Linked DNA regions of Sus scrofa: regions 1, 2 and 4 are each linked to region 3. Evidence: chromatin contacts called from public Hi-C, HiChIP or PLAC-seq and promoter capture Hi-C data. All regions are on one chromosome and are shown on one strand. The core of a region is the stretch at or near the end of the contact, and the rest is flanking DNA. Distances in the headings are between cores, read along the strand shown. Region 1 has its middle 28 kb from the start of ABCB5. Region 2 holds the start of ITGB8 (integrin subunit beta 8). Region 3 holds the start of TWISTNB (TWIST neighbor). Region 4 holds the start of SP8 (transcription factor Sp8).

Evidence for each region. Promoter capture Hi-C pulls out the DNA fragments that hold promoters and counts their contacts. A called contact is a pair of places that touch in the nucleus more often than the background predicts. HiChIP or PLAC-seq counts read pairs in DNA pulled down with a chosen protein or histone mark.
Region 1: a Hi-C map of epiblast stem cells shows a contact between it and region 3, with 1.8 times the contacts expected there. The contact joins the enhancer-like site here to the promoter of TWISTNB in region 3. A contact is called at or near these places in 2 of 5 promoter capture datasets (fetal skeletal muscle and liver), 24 of 47 Hi-C or Micro-C datasets (adipocytes, alveolar macrophages, blood and 16 more) and 2 of 2 datasets of contacts at active chromatin or transcription factors (alveolar macrophages and skeletal muscle).
Region 2: a contact with region 3 is called in an H3K27ac HiChIP or PLAC-seq map of skeletal muscle, with 4 times the contacts expected there. The contact joins the promoter of ITGB8 here to the promoter of TWISTNB in region 3. A contact is called at or near these places in 2 of 47 Hi-C or Micro-C datasets (both in embryonic fibroblasts) and 2 of 2 datasets of contacts at active chromatin or transcription factors (alveolar macrophages and skeletal muscle).
Region 4: a contact with region 3 is called in a promoter capture Hi-C map of liver, with 3 times the contacts expected there. The contact joins the promoter of SP8 here to the promoter of TWISTNB in region 3. A contact is called at or near these places in 1 of 5 promoter capture datasets (liver), 1 of 47 Hi-C or Micro-C datasets (embryonic fibroblasts) and 2 of 2 datasets of contacts at active chromatin or transcription factors (alveolar macrophages and skeletal muscle).

The regions. Positions count from the first base shown.
Region 1 is chr9:89,591,243-89,594,045 of Sscrofa11.1, reverse strand. No RefSeq gene overlaps it. Among named protein-coding and RNA genes, the nearest start is that of ABCB5, 28 kb to the left of the region's middle. Within about 2 kb of position 1,320, at least 5 of the 83 cell types and tissues checked have an H3K27ac peak or open chromatin away from gene starts, as enhancers often do. A contact at or near this core is called in epiblast stem cells, where this site is marked.
Region 2 is chr9:89,340,948-89,343,647 of Sscrofa11.1, reverse strand. It overlaps ITGB8 (integrin subunit beta 8), which reads right to left and starts at 1,400. Exons shown (of 14, transcript NM_001097424.1): 1 at 1,274-1,400. The coding sequence starts at 1,400. It overlaps MACC1 (metastasis-associated in colon cancer protein 1), which reads left to right and starts at 1,467. Exons shown (of 9, transcript XM_021063417.1): 1 at 1,467-1,551.
Region 3 is chr9:88,784,337-88,787,265 of Sscrofa11.1, reverse strand. It overlaps TWISTNB (TWIST neighbor), which reads left to right and starts at 1,464. Exons shown (of 4, transcript NM_001243956.1): 1 at 1,464-1,749. The coding sequence starts at 1,496.
Region 4 is chr9:89,766,056-89,768,931 of Sscrofa11.1, reverse strand. SP8 (transcription factor Sp8) reads left to right here and starts at 1,504. Exons shown (of 3, transcript XM_003357469.3): 1 at 1,504-1,699; 2 at 2,673-2,876. The coding sequence starts at 1,679.

The sequences.
Region 1 (2,803 bases), core at 71-2,570, 810 kb before region 3:
ATTCCTGTCTGCATTTGCTCTCCTTGTTTCTATTTTCATTACTATGGGAGACAGTGAAAACAATGATGCCCTGCTCTGAGTCTCTTAAGATCCTATGAGGGTGGGAGGTGAGATGATTAAGATGCTGAAAATTCAGGGCAAAATTCTTTTAGATTAGAGGGCTCTTATCCTTTTAGCGTCCTTCCATATTGCCTGAAAAAAAGCAACTTTACGTTTTAATAAGATGGTGTGAAATATTGAATCACTTGTACTCTGAGCCCAGTAGGGCATAGAAACCTCAGCATCTTTACAGTCTGTTAAAATTAAATGGCATGGGGCTGTGATTGTTGTACACAGTAAATGAGGTGACGTTAAATGTGTTCAAGCCATTTTGAAGACATTTCCACAAACATTAAGAACTTTCCAGAAATGACTTCAAAATCATTTAGGGATTCTTTGTCAAGACTAATTGATTATTGCCTAGAGAAATAGAGGCATCCATTGTAGTCTAGGCCATATAGCTTCAAATGGTCTTTAAATTGCAAGAATCAAATTCAAGCTTTTGGACACCATTTTTAGCTGAGTCTTTGTTGTAGACAGTTCATGAATGTATTCTTTGGATTTTGTGCACTGATGACAGGATTTCCCCGTGCCCAACTTATTGTGTGGGTAGTGAATGACTTAAATTCTTTTCTTAGCTTTATGCTGTTAGCTTGCCCTATGAGATATGAGTCAGTCAATGATCTCATGCAGCTAATAGTGTGATTAGATCAGGACTGACAGCATTGTTATGGGAGCCAGCTATCTGCATTGTATATTGTTCTTTCATGTTTAGAGCTGTGTCAAATTGTATATTTAAAAAATGACCAATCGTGTTTCCAGTTCCATATGCTCCTCCAAAACCTTGCCATGCCCTCTCAGCCCACAGACTGAGTTAAGGTCTCAGCCTGTTGCCATTATTAACTCAAAATATGCGTGAGCCTTCGTTGATTCTAGCTCCAGCCTTTAAGCTCTCTCAGATGAAGCCAGACAGAGCAGAAATAAGGAGTCCCCACAAAGCCCTGGCCAAATTGTGGGCTTGTAAGCAAAATAACTGCTGTTATAAGATACTAAGTTTTCATTTGGCTTGTTACACAGCAGTAGATAACAGGAAAAATAGGCCTAAATATAGAGCAAATAATTCTCTTTAAGTTTGCCTCTGTGCTTTTGTTGTTGTTGTTTTTTTTTTTCCCCCGGCCCTGAAATATCCTTTATTTTTCTTCCTCTCCCATTTCATTCACCTAACTTCCTGCTTAGCTGCCTTGAATCAACTCAGGTGTTAATCTCCTTAAGAAGTTTTCCATAACACTTAGTCAAATACCCTTCCTATGTGTGTAGACCTCAGTAACAATCCTAGCCACATGGGCTATCAGGATCCATTTAAGTGTTTGATGTCTGCAACCGGTGGTGCATTCATCTTTGAATTATTTGTCTTTGTACAGCTAATAGTTGTAGACTCAGGGACTAACATAGTGCCTGGCACTACTGTCTACCACCTGTGTGAACTTAGCCAAATTAATAAGCATATACAAGACTCCCTTTCCTTATCTATGAAAGGAGATAAAAGCTCCAACTCAGTGTTTTGTGAGGATTAGATGGTAAAGACATCTAAGGTGCTGACACATAGTAAATGATGCATAAATGTAGCTACAACAGTTTTTCTTTTTTCTTTTTCTTTTTTATATATTTACTTATTTTTCTTTTTAGGGATGCATCCGCAGCATATGGAGGTTCCCAGGCTAGGGGTCAAATTGGGGATACAGCTGCCGGCCTACGCCACAGTCATAGCAACACCAGATCTGAGCTGCGTCTGTGACCTATATTGCAGCTCACAGCAATGAGGATCCTTAACCCACTGAGCAAGGCCAGGGATTGAACCCGCAACCTCATGGTTCCTAGTTGGATCCATTTCTGCTACCCCACAATGGGAACTCCACTATAACAGTTTTTAGAGTAACCTTAAAATAGGAGAAATACCAGCATTCCAGAACACATATCTAGGTGTTATTATTTTGAGATCCATTAGTCAGAGTTCTGTACCACACTTTCCTGCCCCTCTACAGGGCAACTTGGAATATTCCCCACAATGTAATTTTCTTTATATACCACCCACAGAGGGAGGGTATGTATAGCTTTGAAAGGGAACATCAGTTGGATTGATGAATGGATTTTGAAACTTAGAACAGAGGTGAAATTCTTGGAAGCCAAGGGCAGATAAAGAGCTCTAAAGTTCAAGTGCTTGGCCTTGGATATCAGAATCCGAAGTACTAAATGTAATAAGGCACGGAGATTATGCTAAAATCACGAATGTATGATAAGAATTAATGAGAACCCAAATCTCACTCTGTATTCCCTCACTCCCACGCCCACCTCCCAAAGGAGAAGAGAATTCATGAGTCATATCCCAGGCTTCCAAGGTGTAGCAGGGGAGATTGGAAGCCTTTTAGAAGCCCCTCGGTTATCATGGGGCTGGAGTAGCAGAACAGCCCATGGCTGATGAAGAGCCTGAGTTAATAGCTCTGAGGATCTCCTCAGAGTTTTGTTGTATCCTAAGGGTACGAGAAAGGATCTGTGGGGGTACAGAGAGAGATCCAATGGACTTGAAGGAACTTGGGGCAAGAAGGGAAAACATGGTGTGTGTGTGTGTGTGTGTGTGTGCATGTGTGCATTTGCATGTGGTAGGGACAGTGGCTATAGGCCATTTAATATCAGCACTTGCCAGCCTATGACAGTAAGCACCTGGTGAAGAGATTTATACCTCAGCAGATATCAGATGCTATAAATA
Region 2 (2,700 bases), core at 151-2,650, 560 kb before region 3:
AAACTAGAAAAGAAAAATTAACTCTTAATTGCTCTCATTTCACATAGCTAGATAAATGTTTTGAAACAAATATTAGGCAATTATGTATGCTAGCATGTTTCCATTATGTATAAGGGTATGACTTGATGGTTTTAATTAGCTTCAGGCAGAAACTTGATTTGTCAATTCAAAACTTAGGAGAACATTTTAGTCTGTGAAACAGTCACAACTCTCTTTTAACAGGAGAGGTCAGAGAAAAGGCTCTAATAGAATTTTAAGGGCTCAATGACCAAACACAGGTAAACATTTTCTAAAAAGTATAGTAACAATCACTGTACTGGCAGAAATATATATTTGGCCTATATTTAATGCTAATAAGAACCCATGCTAAATTCATAATTACTATTACTTACTGTATGTCTTAACTGCTTGCTAACCATCCAGTACTGCCACCTTAAATTTGCTCATAATTCAGAAGTGCCAAAACACCTTTTCATACACCATTTGACAAGCTTTTCTTTGTGATTTGTAAAATGAGGGTGATACAGTTTATAAAGAAGTATGCTCTCCAAATCAGGTAATTCTGACAAAAGTAGCTTGCCTGTACTGAAAGCTGTCAATCCTGGTCTAGGGTCTTGTCTTAGAGTTTTAGTCTCAGGGATGGATCTCACTGAGGGATCAATTAGCTAGGAATCTTTTTTTGAGCTGAAAAAAAAAAAACCGACTTAATGCAAGAATATTCCTCATATGTGTTTAATTCATTCAGGCTCCACTGTGGTAGAGGAAACTTGTATGCTGCCATCTTTTGCCATCTGCCATGCTTTTATGTCATGGACTCAAAAACAGAACCCTCAATCTCATTATACCAGTTTATCCTCAGCCTTGAATCCAATGCAAACTAGTGGTTAGTGGATCCACATGCTAGAAAGATGAGGAACATCTTCAAGGATGCTTTCAAGGAGGGAGGATGCCTTCAAAGATAGAGTGGAACCCCTAAATTAGCTTCTGTAAATACAACCCACCATCCTTCCAAACTTCCATTCTATTACTGCCTCCCTGAGCAACAATAGTATCTCCTCATTTAGTTATTGCTGTCATTCTAGGGCAGAAATGCTTGACACCTGGCCTCCCTCAGGCGGTCTGCAATGCAGGATGCTGCCACACTTCTGCACTTCTGAAGTTCTTAGGGCAGACAGAGGGTGTCACTGGCCCACATACCTGGCCAGGATACTTTTCATGACTGCCCAAGATCTTTGAGGAAGAGAGGAAAACAAAGGAAAACAAAACAACTTACCACTTTGGCCCAGTCCAAGAACAACTGAAAACACCCAGGCCGCCCGGAGGAATGGGGCAGGACATGGCCTGCAGTTTTGCAGGCAGACTAATGCGGCAGTAAAAAAAGCCAGGGCCGAGCGGCACATAATGCAAAGCAGCCCGCACCGCACCGCTCCCGCCGCCAGGCTGCTAACCGGATGCGCGATCGCGCCTCCGGGGCGCGAAGTGCCAAGTGTCGCTAGGACGTTTCCAGCAGGCCCAGCAGGCGGACCCAGCGGCTGGGAGAAAACGGTGCAGGTACGTCGGCCTGGGCACTGCTCGGCATCGCAGGGCCCCCACGGCCCTCCCAGCTTGGCACGGCGGGTCCCGCGATCTTAGGGAGAAGCACCTCCTTTGATGGCCAATGGCCCGGGGCGGCGTCGAAAGCAAAGGCTCTGCAGCCCGCTCTGGGACAAAGAAAAGAGCTTTTGTCTCTCTCTAGCCGACGGGGCTTCTGCTGCATAAATCAGCTTAGCGAAGAGCCAAACACAATCAAAGCCAAACAAAGCCCAAAGCTGGGGGGAAAAACCAGCCTAATGTACATTCACTGGGTGATGCTGCATCTGTGGGAGGGGACGCCAGCGAGGCCGAAAGGGAAAAAAAGACGATGGCGCATCAATCAGCTCGAGCTTCTTCCACAGGTGGGCAGGGAGGCCAACTTCATTTAGTAGCAGCTTTGCAGCCTCGTCAGCTGAGCAGCGGGCAAAGTAGTAGCGGCAGCGTTCTCGCTGGTGAGGGAGGAACTTGTGGTGGCAGCAGCTGCAGTTGGGGCGGCCCTGGAGCGCCCTAGAAGCCCTCGCCGGCACGGGTGGACACAGTGCGAAGCTTCGCAGCTCCCTGTTAGTCCGGGAATCGAGCACACGGCCCTGAGCGCCGGAGGGAAGGTTCGGCAGGGGTGCGGGAGCCTAGCTGCACCCGGCGGGACCTTCGTGCCCTCTTCCTTTTGGCCCCAGTGCGAGGCTCAGGCGTCCCGCAGTCCAGAGCCCGGACAGCTGGCTCGCTCTGGGGTGCACCCCGGGGAGGATGCGAAGGAGGCGAGCCTGGCGAAGGGTGGGGGAGGAGTGGTCCTGCCCTGGCCCGGGGCGGGCTGGGGGTTGCTCCTGAATTGCGGAGAACTAAGCGCTTTCGGGCCTCGAGTTGCTAGGAAACCGCCCCACGCTACAGAGCCTCTCGCTCCTGCCGCCCTCAGGCTCCGCCGAGGCTCCAGCAGCAGTAACAGCTCGGAGCAGCGTGGGCGGGACATTGGTGAGGCATGAAGTCACCGGGGCCCACACTCGCTCTTTGTTTTGCTCACTCCAGCTCTTTTTCTCCCGTTTGGCTCTGATAGCTGCCATTCCCATCGTTCACAAGAACTCCTGAAGCGTAGCCGCGCAACAGGAATCATACACCCTGTTCCCTTTAGCCCTC
Region 3 (2,929 bases), core at 215-2,714:
ACAATCCAGATACGCATATACAATGTCTGTAGTGGGTCACCACGACCACTTACAGGATTAAGAAGAAAGTTTATCTCCTAAGCAGGGCTGATTATGCAAGTGCACAATACACACTAAAGGGGAGGGAGGAGGCCTAAACTGGCAGAGAAAATTCTTATGTCTAAATTATTCTTGTCCTACCATGAAATATGAATTTTATTTTACCTTTTTTTTTTTCCTTTGGCATCATATAGGCGTTGCAGTGGTGAGCAAGATTGATAGCAAGTTCCCAACCTTAGTGAACTTGGAGGGAAAGAAGCCTGTGGGGAATGGGGGGTGGAGGAGGGTGAGGGCAATTAACATAAAATTAACAAAAAAATCAAGTACTTGATGGCAGTAATTTACACAGATGAGGACCTACTTAATCTTTACTTGGGGGGGTGGGGAGAAATAGGGTGGTAGTAAACTCTGTAGAAAAAGAGAATGTAAAATTTAATCTAATATTTGACACAGGAGTAGAACTATTCCCTGTGAGAGAAGCTACCCAATTCCCAGATAGAAGGAAGAGCTTAAGACTGAAGAGAGGAAGGGAACTGGAAAGAGGGGGAGAGGAATGTGGGAGGGGAAGAGGGTGGACTGAAAGTGGTCACTGAGCAGGGGATAGTGTAAAGTGGGGAGTGGTAAATGAAAATGCGATACAAATCATATTTTATGTATACCAAGACCTGGTAATTTAAAAGCCCTGTTAAGGAGTTTGTGTTATTCCTGAGGGAAATGGGGTCCTGTGTGGGGCAACCGGGCAAATCATGCAAATCGTGACACGTGTGTGAAAGCGTCCTCTTGACCTTAAAGCTCAACTTCCACAGGTATTTGTGCAGTTTTGGAATCGAGAACGAAGAGAAGTGTCTGAAGAGACTGACATTTCGGCTCTGGGCCCCACAAATCTTGCGCTGATTCGACGTTTGGACGTGCAACAGACACCCCTAGCATGAAGCCATTTGGAAAACTGTGGTACAATTTCCTGAGTTAGTGATTACGGAATGAAAGATGCGAGACTGGAAAGAGATGATGGGTTCGTTTTGAGAAGTGTTGCATTTGAGGCATCTGGGCTGCTTTTTAGGATTGGGTTCCCTGCAGAATATATATTCCATAAATATTTTGAAATTTATTATCCAAGCTTGTAAAACCTATCAAACCACCTTACTATTGGATATAATCAAAGTATGAACCACTATTAAATATACATTCTAAATCTAATGAAGACAGCGAAAATACGATTTGCGCGCCCTTGGGAGACGAGGGGGTAATGCTCAACCACAGGCTCCTAGGTCCCTAGTCGTACAATTGCGAAAGAGCGATCTCCCCCTGCTGGTCCTACCTGAGTACTGCAGTGCGAGGAGAGGAAATTTCCTAGGGGCGTGGTAGCTGGTGCATGACGTAGAAACCCGGCGTCCGGACATAGGCGGTTAATGACTGCGTCAGTAGGACGCGCGCCGTGGGAAGCCTGACGAGCCTCATGGCTGCGGGTTGCTCAGAGGCTTCACGGCCAAAGGCGGCCTCGGAAGGGCCGGGGGTGGGACCGGCCGGTGTCTTGCCTTGCCTAGAGCTGCCGACCTATGCGGCCGCTTGTGCGCTGGTGAGCAGCCGCTACTCCTGCCTCGTGGCGGGGCCGCACCGGAGACACATCGCATTGTCGCCGCGCTACCTTAACAGGAAACGCACCGGTATCCGAGAACAGCTGGATGCAGAACTCCTACGTTATTCCGAGAGGTACCAGTGTCTTTGACTTTTCTTTCGCCGAGCGGACACCATAACATAACATTGCCTACCCGCCTTCCTTGGGAGCATGGGAGAGGGCAGCGGGTGGACATATTACTGGCGGAGAAGGGGCAAATGGGAAAGTTAGCCCCGGTCGCCACTAGTTTACCCCCGAGGCATTCTGGAGTTGCACTCCACCTGGAGAGGCCTGTGCCTCCCTGGTCAAGATCTAAACAGGGGTTCGTTTCATAGGCAAGAAAGAAGACGTTAAGGTGACGTGAATTTTGGCAGCGGAAGGGGTGAAGAAGCTACTCCACAATTGGGTTGTAGGGGTAAGAATAGACCCAGGGGTCTGGATACCGGTTAGACTCAGTTCTTTATGTTTTCTCATTTGACAATTAAAGTTTGGAATGCGGCACTTCAAAAGATTCTCTCACTATTTGGAAAACTGTACAAGAAGCATTAGTATAGTCGTTTATTTGTAAACCTCCAGGTGTGGTTTTAGTTGTTTGTTTGGCCCTAGTATTTCCCCTGGGTTCTTTCCTCTTGTACCTTGGATCAGGGATGGGAGAAAAACTATTACTTTGTTTCTTTCTTAAGAGCCTGCTTATTGCTCTTGAAAATGAAAAAGCTCTCTTGTGCATTTAAAGTAAGCTATTAAAAAAAAAAGAAAGCTAGAAAACTCTCAGAATTAGAAGGGTCATGGGGAAGGAGCAGATACACCTTAATATTCTTCTAGACTCCTTGGCTCGAAAGCAAGGGTTCCAAAACTAGGGTGAGTGGATTTCCTATTGCCCTTCAGGAATTTAATGTAACCATGGAAATTGCAGGAGTTACCTGTGTCAGTTTTCTTGGGCAGAGTATCCATAGTTTTTACCGCCTTATCAAGGGATCCTGAACGCTACACACAGGTCTAGAATTTATAGCTCCCTTAAATACCAGCACACATTTATGTGTCTATTTTGTATTCTAGAGACTTGAAATAAAAACAAAGAAAAAACGCTGTTTCAAGGAGCTTTAAACTCTAGTGGAGGTATAAATGTAAGCCGGATAAATCCGCGGCCGTGTTAAAATTCGACAGAAACCTAAATTAAGTTACCATAAGAAGGACTGGTGAATTAGAGCTTAAAAACTTTGAGAGCAGCTTGGTAGGAGGGAGGATACCATTGAGATGATAGCATTCCAAGTAAAA
Region 4 (2,876 bases), core at 255-2,754, 980 kb before region 3:
ATTACTTTTTAAAATATATGAATATTCAATAGGGCTCCAAGGGCTATAGACTTTCTGTTACACTGCTGTGGTGCTTTCTGTAGTTCAAGATGTTCCCTTGAGGTGGCAGTCAAATTATAATCGCATTTTTGAGGCAACTAATAACACAAATGGCAAGCAAGTTCTAAAACCCACTGAGATTGAACTGAGTGTCTACTGACATGCATAGGCACTAATGGATATCTGACCCAAACTCCCTTAGACACAGGACACCTCTACACATGTGGTCCAAAATATGTCAAAAGCTTGTCCCTATTCTCAGATAAATAAAACTCAGATTTCATTCAAAATCCTGATTTTTTCTTTCTCAGAAAAAGGCAGTGGGATTTCCTGTGAAAACTTCTAAATTCCGTAAAACTCTCCTCAATTTCTCAACCCAAGAAAAAGCAATACTCACCCCCTTCTCTATCTGTCTTTTGTATTGAAATTTACTAAATCGCCACGGGACAAACACACCCCTCCCCCAGAGAGAGACTTCCAAAACCCAATCCCACCTCCGAGGGAATAAAAAAGCAACCGCGTTAAAGTAACAACTAGTTGACGCAGGCGCACACACGCCCTAACGCCGCGCTAAAACTACTCCTTGCCAAATTTCTACCCTTCGATCCTAGAGCCAGGAAAGGAGACGAAGGTATTAATAGGATTTTCTTTCAAAATGTAGTGACAGTGTTTAAGAAATGAATTTTTAAAAAAAACCACTCAAGATTTGAGCTACAAGAAATCCAAGGAAGTTGGCGACAGTGATAGCGTTTGTGAATATTTACTCAGCCTCACTCAACTTCGCAGTTTCACTCTTCACATCGCCATGTCTTTTATGTACGCACACTTTACCACACAGTGCCTCTTCTCCACCCCGGGCTGGCTGCACACACACCCATACAAGCACACACGGCCCCCTCTTCTCTCTCACACAAACACACACAGCCTTCTTCTCTCCCACGTCACGCGCACACACACTCATCCACCCTCCCTCCTCTTTCACACATACAAATTCACACTCACACTCCTTCCTTTCCCCCAACACCAAACACACTCAAGACACCACCACCCCCCTTTACACACCGTCCCTTTTCCTAGGTTTGTCACTCAGCTACACTACGCTCACACCCTTCCCCTCAACACTTTACTGATCTGTCCCTCTACCCCCTTTTGTCACACAGGCAGTTAAATTGTCACTCACAAACCCCTCTCCGTCTCCGCACTGTCCCTCCCCTCCCACACCCCACAGTCACAGTTACACTGCCAAACTCTCCTCCCCAAGGTCCTCCCCCACCACTCAGTCTGCATAGTCTTCTCAGCTTGGTTACACACTTACACATTTACACTGTTACACACACACACACACACCCGCTTTGTAACACAAACGCGGTCGCCCGCGCCCCACCCTCTACAGCTCCCCCCGCCCCCTGCGGCGGCCGGCGGCGGCGCCGATGACCTCACGGCGCGCGCGCGGCGCGGCCCGGCGAGGCCGCAGATTGGCTGGCCGCGCCTCCGCGGCACTTCAAAGCCGGAGAGGGAGCTACAATTGTGGTGGAATGGGCGGAACTGATCATTGTATTGCACACCTCTAAAAAAAACACTGCCTCTGATTTATCAATATAAAAAAGATCCTCTGAGAGGAGGAGGGCACTTTTGTGTGATGGCAACTTCACTTCTAGGGGTGAGTCTCAGGATTTTCTCTTGCTGGTTTAATTAGTTTCCTTTTATTGCCTATCGGAGGGGGTTAAAGTCGCCCCGGCCAGGCCACGGGCTATCAGTCTCTATTGAGAGCTTCCCCCCCACCTTTAAATACAAGTGAGTTTGGAGAAAAGGAAGAGGGGGAGAGGGGGGTAGAGTCACTTTTTTCGGCGCAGGGAAAGGTTCGAAGGGCATTTAGACAAGCCACCTCGCAGCGCCCGGCCGCTCCCCGCCCGGGAGACTTGCGCCCAGCCCATTTTACGTGCGACGATTTCGGGGGTAAAGAAAGCAAGTTTTTCCTCCTGGGCAAACTGCAGATTTCCCTCTCCCCCTTAAAAAATTCCGCAGCCCGCCTTGTCTTGCAGGTACGTTGAACCCGTCTCTCTCTTAACTATTCTAGACTCTTTTTTTTTTTTTTTTGGTTAAGAAAATCAGGAAGAGCGAGCCCTGTAGTCTTCTGTCTTTTGGCCTGGGAGAGACAACCCAGGATGGGTTTCTGGGGACCGGAACAGGATTTTCAAAGCTCTCTGTGGATTACAGGGGTAGCGCTCGTAAAAGCAATCTAGTGGTATTTCCCCAGGATTCTCCGCAAAGGAATCTTGTTTCCTCCCCAATCTGGACTTTTTGCTTGCTTGCTTGTTTCGAAGTGCCTGGGGTCTTGTGTCCTCGAGAGTGTTGTTTTAGGTGAGAATACTTGTCAAACTCTTCCTTAGCATGGCGCTTTGCTCCCGAATCAGACGCCAGCAACCAAACTTGTCCCCTTCCGTAGAGTAGGAAGCAGCCGGGCGCCGGGGCTGTTGGGGGAGCCAGGTGAGTTGGTGGCGGCGCGCCGCAGCGAGAAATGGGGTGCAGTGGGGCGTCTTGGAGGTTACCAGAGGCCTGATGCACATTTCCTCCCTCCCTCCCCTACCGGCCCTTTGCCCACCTCCCCTCCCCCATCCCTTCTCTTCTCTCAGGAAGAACCGAGGTTGGGATCGACTCCTCTGGCCATGCTTGCTGCTACCTGTAATAAGATCGGCAGCCCCAGCCCGTCTCCCTCCTCCCTCTCGGACAGCTCATCTTCCTTCGGCAAAGGCTTCCACCCCTGGAAACGTTCCTCGTCCTCTTCCTCTGGCAGCTGCAACGTGGTGGGCTCCAGTCTTTCAAGCTTCGGTGTGTCA